2 separate regions of the Mus musculus genome follow, and region 1 is linked to region 2. The links are chromatin contacts, called in public Micro-C maps. All regions are on one chromosome and are shown on one strand. The core of a region is the stretch at or near the end of the contact, and the rest is flanking DNA. Distances in the headings are between cores, read along the strand shown. Region 1 overlaps Cerk (ceramide kinase). Region 2 overlaps Gramd4 (GRAM domain containing 4).

Evidence for each region. Hi-C and Micro-C count contacts between places; a contact is called where the count stands out from the background.
Region 1: a contact with region 2 is called in a Micro-C map of the HL-1 cell line, with 2.4 times the contacts expected there. The contact joins two enhancer-like sites. A contact is called at or near these places in 2 of 484 Hi-C or Micro-C datasets (the HL-1 cell line and spermatogonial stem cells), 1 of 115 datasets of contacts at active chromatin or transcription factors (pancreatic cancer cells) and 3 of 9 other capture datasets (adipose tissue, liver and pancreatic islet).

What each region holds. Positions count from the first base shown.
Region 1 is chr15:86,168,129-86,171,870 of GRCm38.p6, forward strand. The region is part of intron 1 of Cerk (ceramide kinase); the gene reads right to left. Among named protein-coding and RNA genes, the nearest start is that of Gm15569, 16 kb to the right of the region's middle. Within about 2 kb of position 1,828, at least 151 of the 459 cell types and tissues checked have an H3K27ac peak or open chromatin away from gene starts, as enhancers often do. A contact at or near this core is called in the HL-1 cell line, adipose tissue and pancreatic cancer cells, where this site is marked.
Region 2 is chr15:86,078,756-86,082,491 of GRCm38.p6, forward strand. All of the region lies in intron 1 of Gramd4 (GRAM domain containing 4), which reads left to right. Among named protein-coding and RNA genes, the nearest start is that of Gm15722, 11 kb to the right of the region's middle. Within about 2 kb of position 1,331, at least 67 of the 459 cell types and tissues checked have an H3K27ac peak or open chromatin away from gene starts, as enhancers often do. A contact at or near this core is called in the HL-1 cell line, adipose tissue and pancreatic cancer cells, where this site is marked.

The DNA.
Region 1 (3,742 bases), core at 578-3,077, 90 kb after region 2:
ACAGAGGCACATCTCTGTGCTGTTATGGCTCACCTGCCAAGCTCACATCAGGTCCTCAGAACAAACCTGAGGCAGTGACCCTCTGATAAAGCCCCCTGTGCTTTGAGTCTAGGACCACTGAGGGCAGACTTCAAGCATTTCCCAGTGCCTCTTATTCATAACTGTGACTGTCCCTAAGAATCAGGTGACAGAAGTCACAGCTGCTAAGCACAGTCGTGGAGTGAGATAAGCATCTGATGTTCAGAAGACTAAGAGGCAACCGTGTTACATCACAAAATAACTAAAGTGTGCTAGTGACGGTTGGACAACTCTCTTAAAAGTGTGCCCACGAATCATGCTTCATCTTACATATTCAGAGGGAGTCTCAGACCAAGAAAGGAGAGAACAGTGTCCTAATGTCCCTGATGTCACATGCTCTGCTGGCCAGACCCCAAAGGCCATGCTGCACCAGGGACCCCACACAGCCACGCAGCCCACAGTACATTCCACAGCTGCCGTTGCACACAAGCCACACCACGGCTCATGTGACACTGGCATTGTCCCTTGGTGGGAACAAAAGCTCTAAAACCAGCACTGTTTAGATCCCCACAAGCATAACCGGATGGGTGAATTGGGAGGCGGAAAAACATTGAACTAGGGTAAGTCACATGAGCTGTCAGGAGGGACTCAGGCCTGGCGTGGGGGGGGGGAGGGGCTGGGGAGATCTTGTGATTGAGCTAGTGGTTCCGGAGAGAACAACAGTAGGAAGAGGGTAGGCCAAGAAGCAGTGAGGGACAAGGAGTCAGGGATGCAAGGAGAGAGGGGCTCTATGATGGGAATGTCATGTAGGGTGTAGGAGATTGTAGCATCTCCCTGCTAGGGACTGGGCGGGGCTAAGGGAAGGGAAGGAATGAGGATCTGTGGACAAAGAAGAACGGCTCGATAAAAATGACCTATCAGAAACCTGAGCTATCATCAGTGGCGCTGTGCTTCCAACAGGCCCCCCATCCCTGCACAGCACCTCTACATCTTCTACACCCCCACCTCTACATCCAATGCCTTGTGCCAGGAAACTGAGACTGTCAGTCACAGGGGTCAGTGGCGAGAACTGTGTGACTCAGAGGTATTGAAGGAGCTGGCATCTGGACCTCTTGGGGTGGAATGCCCCTCAAACAAGTTCTCTGATATGCAGTCTAGACCGTACGGGGAGATGCCCACACACCAGGATGGCCACATGGACACTTGATGACATCAACCACAGCAACTGAGAACAGGAGGGGGACCCTGGCAAACAGCTGGCCAGGCAGGAATTCTGGGCCCTTTCTTTTCCTATAGAATGCTATATTTCTCTGGTACACGTCCTCATACACTACCAGCAAGGTTAGAAGGTTCACAGAGACCCGGGATGAGAAGTGCAGTTTTTCCCAGACCAGGCAGGCCCCGAGCCTGTGTGATGAGGACACTGGCAACAGGCTGCCCTTCAGGGAACTTTCTGCTTTGAAGGGAAAGAAATAAGAAAGCCAGGGCTAGGCATAGCTCATCTGGTCCAAGAACGGTATGCTGTCTTGCTGTGCCCTGTGCTGTCTAGGCTGCAGCTGGGATGTGCCAAGAGCAGCCAACTTTCTCATGCTTCTACACTCAGCTTGCCAGGCAGCCTCGGCCATGAGTGGTGGATGTTACCCTAGGCTCTTGTAGATCCTGTTCCTGATCACAGAAAAGCAGTGGCTGACAGTCATTAGGCACGTCCCCTTCCCTTTAATAAAATAATGGCTGGCTATGACTCAGAGTCAAATGTCCTGGATCGCTACAAAGGATATTAACTTCCTTTTCCAGGACCTCACAGTCAGACTGCGGGTCAGCCTTAGGGCAGGAGCAGTGAGTGTCCAAGACACAAAAGATGACAGATGCTGTGGCCCACAGCCCAAAAGGACCAAGCCCACACCCGCATTGTGCAGTCTCTACCTGTCCCCTCACAGGGACCACAGTACCATTCACTGTGCCAGTCACACACCTGATGTGGGGACACAGAGTGCTGCTCCTGGTGCCCCCACCATTCTGAGAGGTGGCCCTGTTTATGGTGTTGCTGTCCTGAGTACACCAAAGTGGGGCCCCAACCTGTTGTGGGTACAGAGGCCAGTTCACTCTAACCTCCAGTGCCCCCAACACTGTGTAGGACGAGGTAAGCACTCATAGGTGTCCTTGCCCACTCCATTTGGGACTCTGGATGCGTCCCCATCAGCCTGTTGCACAAGGACCTAGCCAATCGTGGGTCCAACCCTGGACTCCTTACTACCAGCAAACTAGTCATCTCCTCAGGCCCCGAGAAGACAGTCTTCTTCACTCGGCTTGTGATTTGTTTTGCAATCCATGCCATTGCTTTGCTGGGCTGACGAGAAGCTAGAATGATGATGGTTTTTCAAATCATTCTACATACTTGTCCAGAGGGCCTAGTTGGAGGAGTGAGGTCCACCTCGAAGTGCCACCTTCTTGCCGGTGGCACGAGCACTGAGAAGTCACTCTCTCCTTCAAGCCAGAGCGAGTTTCTGCCCCCCCCCAGAGAAATCTACCCTTTTCCTTCAGAATCCAGAGGTTAGAGTAACCCCTGCCCCCTCCTACCTTCCTGGTACAGGCCAAGTGAACTTTGGTAGTGCCTCCCAGGGACCCCTTCCAGACACCCTTGCCTCATGAGTCACCCCACCTCCACCCCCATCATTCCAGCTTCTCGTCAGCCCAGCAAAGCAATGGCATGGATTGCAAAACAAATCACAAGCCGAGTGAGGAAGACTGTCTTCTCGGGGCCTGAGGAGATGACTAGTAGGTAAAATGCTTGCTGAACAAGCATAGGGGCTCAGGTTCGATCCCCAGCACCTACTTGGAAAGTCAGTTACAGTTCGTGTGGGGCTTGTTTGTGATCCAGGGGTTTGGGGGTGGGTGGGTAGAGACAGGACACCCCAGAGGTTCATTGGCCAGACATTCTAGTCCCAGGTCTGAAAAAGAGAGCCTGCCTCAAAAAGCAAATTGAGGTTGGGGAGGGGAAGTTAAGTGTGGGAGAAGGGGCTGGAGAGATGGCTCAGTGATTAAGAGCTCTGGGTCTAATTTCCAGCAACCACATGGCAGCTCATGGCTATCTGTAACTCCAGTTCCAGGAGATCTGACTCCCTTTCCTGGCCTGTGCAGGCACCAGGAACACATGGTACATATCCATACATGCCGTCAAAACACTCAGGAGCATAGGATAAAATAAATATAAAAAATTTTTAATGAAAATAAAGTCGGAGAGTGACCGAGGAAGATGCTTGATGTTAACCTCTGACCTCTACACGTGCACATGTGCTTTCGCACACATGCATTGCTCGCATGCACACAGGCATACACTCGCACCTGCACTTCCACGCACGCCTGCTCAGAGCCTTTGTTTTCAAAAACACTACTCCAGTTACAAAGAATAGCAAACGGCTACGAGATCTGGTCTCTGTCTGCCTAGGAGGGTGCTCTTTTAGTTAACACATTAGGGCAGGTTCATCTTACCTGCCCTGGCACATCTTACAAGACTGTATTTTAAACGGTTTTCACATTTTTGGAGTTCAGCTCAGAGGTGTTAGAAGTGTCTGCCCCAAACACAGAGCTCTTCTGTCTCTCTCCTGCCAGGTTCTTCACTGTGATGGAGCCACTGCCTGTGACATGGGCTGGGGGGACTTAACTCATTTCCAGCCAGCAGAGCTAAACCTAAATGCCCCTGCCCCTTCACCATTCATTTCCTGAC
Region 2 (3,736 bases), core at 81-2,580:
GGCTGTTTCTGACTGTGACCAGAAAGGAGATGGGCACTCTCGCTGGCTCTGTGACATGTGGTGTTCTGGGTCTCCTCTGACCTTCTCTTTAAAGTGAGACTCTCTTGACCCGGCTCCTCTTCCAGATTATGCCTAGATATAGCTCCCTGTAGGACCTGCTTCGGTCCTCCAAGACCTAGTGGCAGGTCAGAGGTCACGGGCAGGCTGTCCACTGGTTGCCTGGTGTCTATCCGGGAGGCCTCCGAGTCTGCCTTCCGCCCCTACCGCCTCCCACTACCGCCTCCCACTCCTTCCTGCTTCGTCCCCACCTCCATCTTGGTTCCCTCACAGCCTTCGGGGGCTGAAGACATTCCAGGCTGTGTTTATGTGGGTTGTGTCGATGGCTGCCTCTCGTACCAGAAGTTAAAGCAAAAAGACTTTAAAGATATTTATTAACTTACTGAATAATGTCCATGACAACCCCACTCCACGTCAGCCAGCACCCACAGCACATGCTCACTTAGAAAAATTACGAGAAGGAGGACGGAGAAGAGGGGCACCTGCATCGCTGTAGCTCTCCACAGGGTCCGCTGTGACGGGACAGCCCAAGGATGGCCAGGTGTGCTTCCGTAGGTGCTTTGAGCAGAGGTTTGTGGACACCTCAGCCCCGACTGCTGATTCCATTCTCTTGTACGTGGATTCAGAGGTCAGCTCGCTGGGTCACTGGGTCTTTTCAATCTTAGAGGGACTGTCTTCCTGCTGTTCTCCATGATCCCCTGTGGTTGTGTCTGTGCACATGCACATGCACACACACACACACACACACACACACACACGAATGCACACACACTGCCACCACCACCAGCAGCACAACTGCCTGGAAACAGGCCCCTCAGTTCCTCCACTCACCCTGCCTCATTCCCGGGCTCACATCCTGGCAGGGGCCCCAGAAGAGGACTAGAGCAGCAAGACCAGATTCCATCTTCTACCATGTGATGGCCGTATCTTTCCTCCCTGATTCCTGTTTCTTCATCTCTTAAGAAAGGAAGGCCTCTGTAGTCAGCGTAGAAAGTTCCAGGGTTTTTTTCTTAGTGTGTGTCACGCCTAGAGACAGAGATGAGGAGCCTGGAACCCAGCTGCTGTCCATGGGCTTCACTGAGGTGTGGCCTGGGAAGTGCCAAGCAGGTCGCTTATCCTCAGGGGAGCATGGCTGGCATCGTTGAAGGCTGGAGGGGCTAATTACCTGTGGCCAGTTCCTGCTACCTCTGCTGCCCCATGCAATTGGGCAGAGCCTCCCAGATGAACCCAGAGCTGCCTGCTGGTTTCCATCTCCACGACCTGTGCTCATTTCCTGAGTCTTGACCACCGCCTTGTCACCTCTCTGAGTCACAGGTCACTTGGCACCCCATACTGTGCTTGAAATGAGATGATTCTTAATAAGATTTCCCTGCCATTTCCTCTCTGTTTTTTTCTGTTGAGAGGACACTGGCCACACTGCCTTCCCTGCATATCCACCAGCTGACTTTTTTTTTTAACCTCAGTGGAGTTGTCGTCCTGGGCTGTCACTGTCTGTCCCTCAGGCTAGGGACACTCTTCTCCCTCCTGAGTCTAGCATTCACAGCTCCAGCAATATCACCCTCTACTTGTCTGGACCTCAGCCCCAAAATCAAGTGTACCTAAAACTCATGTCTACAATCCTGGCACTCTGGAGGCTGCTGCAGGAGAATGGCTGCTAGTTTGGAGCTAACCTGGGTACATAGTGAATTACAAGCCAGCCTTGGCTCCAGCATGAGATCTTGTCTCAAACAAGGATGATTAAAAAAAAAAAAAAAAAAAAAGCAGCATGCCTGGCACATAGTAGGTGCACCCAGAACACCTAGTAGGATCTTTAATGTCCCCAAGCAGTGGCACACTCACACACTTTATCTTTACTGACTGGCTGGAGCCTCCCTTGAAGTCCTCTCAGACTGTAGCACTCCCAGGAACACTTGTCTTCCTACCACTTTGCCTGTGGGCTACCCTGAAGACTGTGCCTTAAGACAGCTCTGATTGCAGCATGCGGCTTTCAGATTACCTGTGTTGTAGGCTTCAGTTGTACCCAGAGGGCTTTGCAACTTGCTTTAAAATTTTTCTCCTGTCCATGGGACTTGAGAGTTTTTTGGTTTGGTTTAGTTTAGTTTTTGTTATTATTGTTTTGAGACAGGGTTTCTTTGTGTAAACCCCGACTGTCCCGCAACTCACTCTGTAGCAGAGGCTGGCCTCGAACTCAGAGATTCACATCCCTCTGCCTCCTGAGCGCTAGGATTAAAGGCGTGAGCCACCGCCCACCTGGCTGAGACTGAGTTTTAAAGCAGTGGCTACAAGTGAGGGGTGCCCAGGGGTTGAGGGCTGCCAGGCTGGCAGGAACCATCTCCCTGGTGAGTACTGGTTTAGATATAAAATATTTGATAGCAGTGCTGTGCTGGCAATGCCGGTCGGAACATATTCAGGGCTTGCCCGATCAGCGTGAGAGTCTCAGGCATGGCCTCTGATATCAGCTGAGCCAAGCTAAGAAAACTGGAAGTGACTGGAAGGAAGGAACCTGGTTTGGTAGCTCATGGGCTCTTCAGCTGGGAAGCTGTTTAAAGCCAGAGTCAGGGTTAATTAGGGACTCCCACCTGGCTTGTCCCTCACCCTCACCCAGTGCTAGCTTTTGTGTTTGGTTGTATATGAAGAGACACGGACAAACGTCTATCCATCCCCGATAGTGCCCGGATAGTAAACCAGAGAAATGATTGCACACAGGTCTAGCGTAGCGTAGCGAACCAGTGAATCTACTGGGGGGGGGGGGTCCTTACAGAAGGCTCAAAGCCATCTACATCACTGAAAAGCCCACCTCAGCCATGGTGATGACTCAGAACAAAAGCTACCGCGCTGGGAGCTCCCTGCGCGGCACAGACAGCTCGGCCAGCTGGAAAAGTCTCCACTCCTCCGAAAGGGTTGCTTTTCTGGGCCTCGCGTGTGAAGCCTTTTGACTTTTGACCTCTGTGAGTAAGTTTGAGTAGCTTCAGGGACCTCCCTCCACCCTGTAGGAGGGAGTGCTTCAGATTCATCACATACCCGGGGAGTTCCATGCTGTGAAGCCACTGGGTCCAGTTTCCCTGTTAGTGGTGCCCTGGGGACATGGAAGAGCCTATGCAGGGGTCTGGGAATGAGACCTGGAGTCTCTGCGCGGTAGCACTTGATCCGGTGTCCTTATGGGCCTCCTTGGTTATAAGGTGCCCGACAGACATGCTTGCCGCCATGAGTAGAAGAGTCAGCTGATCTGTGAGAAGGCACTGGTCGATCCTAGGTAGACTTGCCTCTGATTGAACTCTTAAGTGACTGTCCTGTTTGGGGCTGATGTGGACCTTATGACATCTTCTGTACTGTGTGCTTGGCTGGGAGGACAAGGGACAGCCCTGGCCACTGCCGGGCACTGTGACTGTTCCACAGCTGGCTTTCCTCCCTATGCCTATAGCTGATGATGGTCTTGTAGGTTCTCTTGCCTCTCAGGTGGGATACGAGGGTGAGCGGCAGCGTGTGAGTTCTTACTGGATTCCTCTGTCTCCGTGTGGCCTGTGTTTGTGTGGTTCACACCTGGCCCTGCTCCTTTCTTAACGGGTGTAATGTGTTCCCTGGGCCTCCGAAAGCTGAGCCCTAGTGCTGGTCATGGGGCTGAGGTTCTTGCCGGCCTGTCCAACCATTTAATGGGTCAGTAACTCCCAGGACTCTTGTG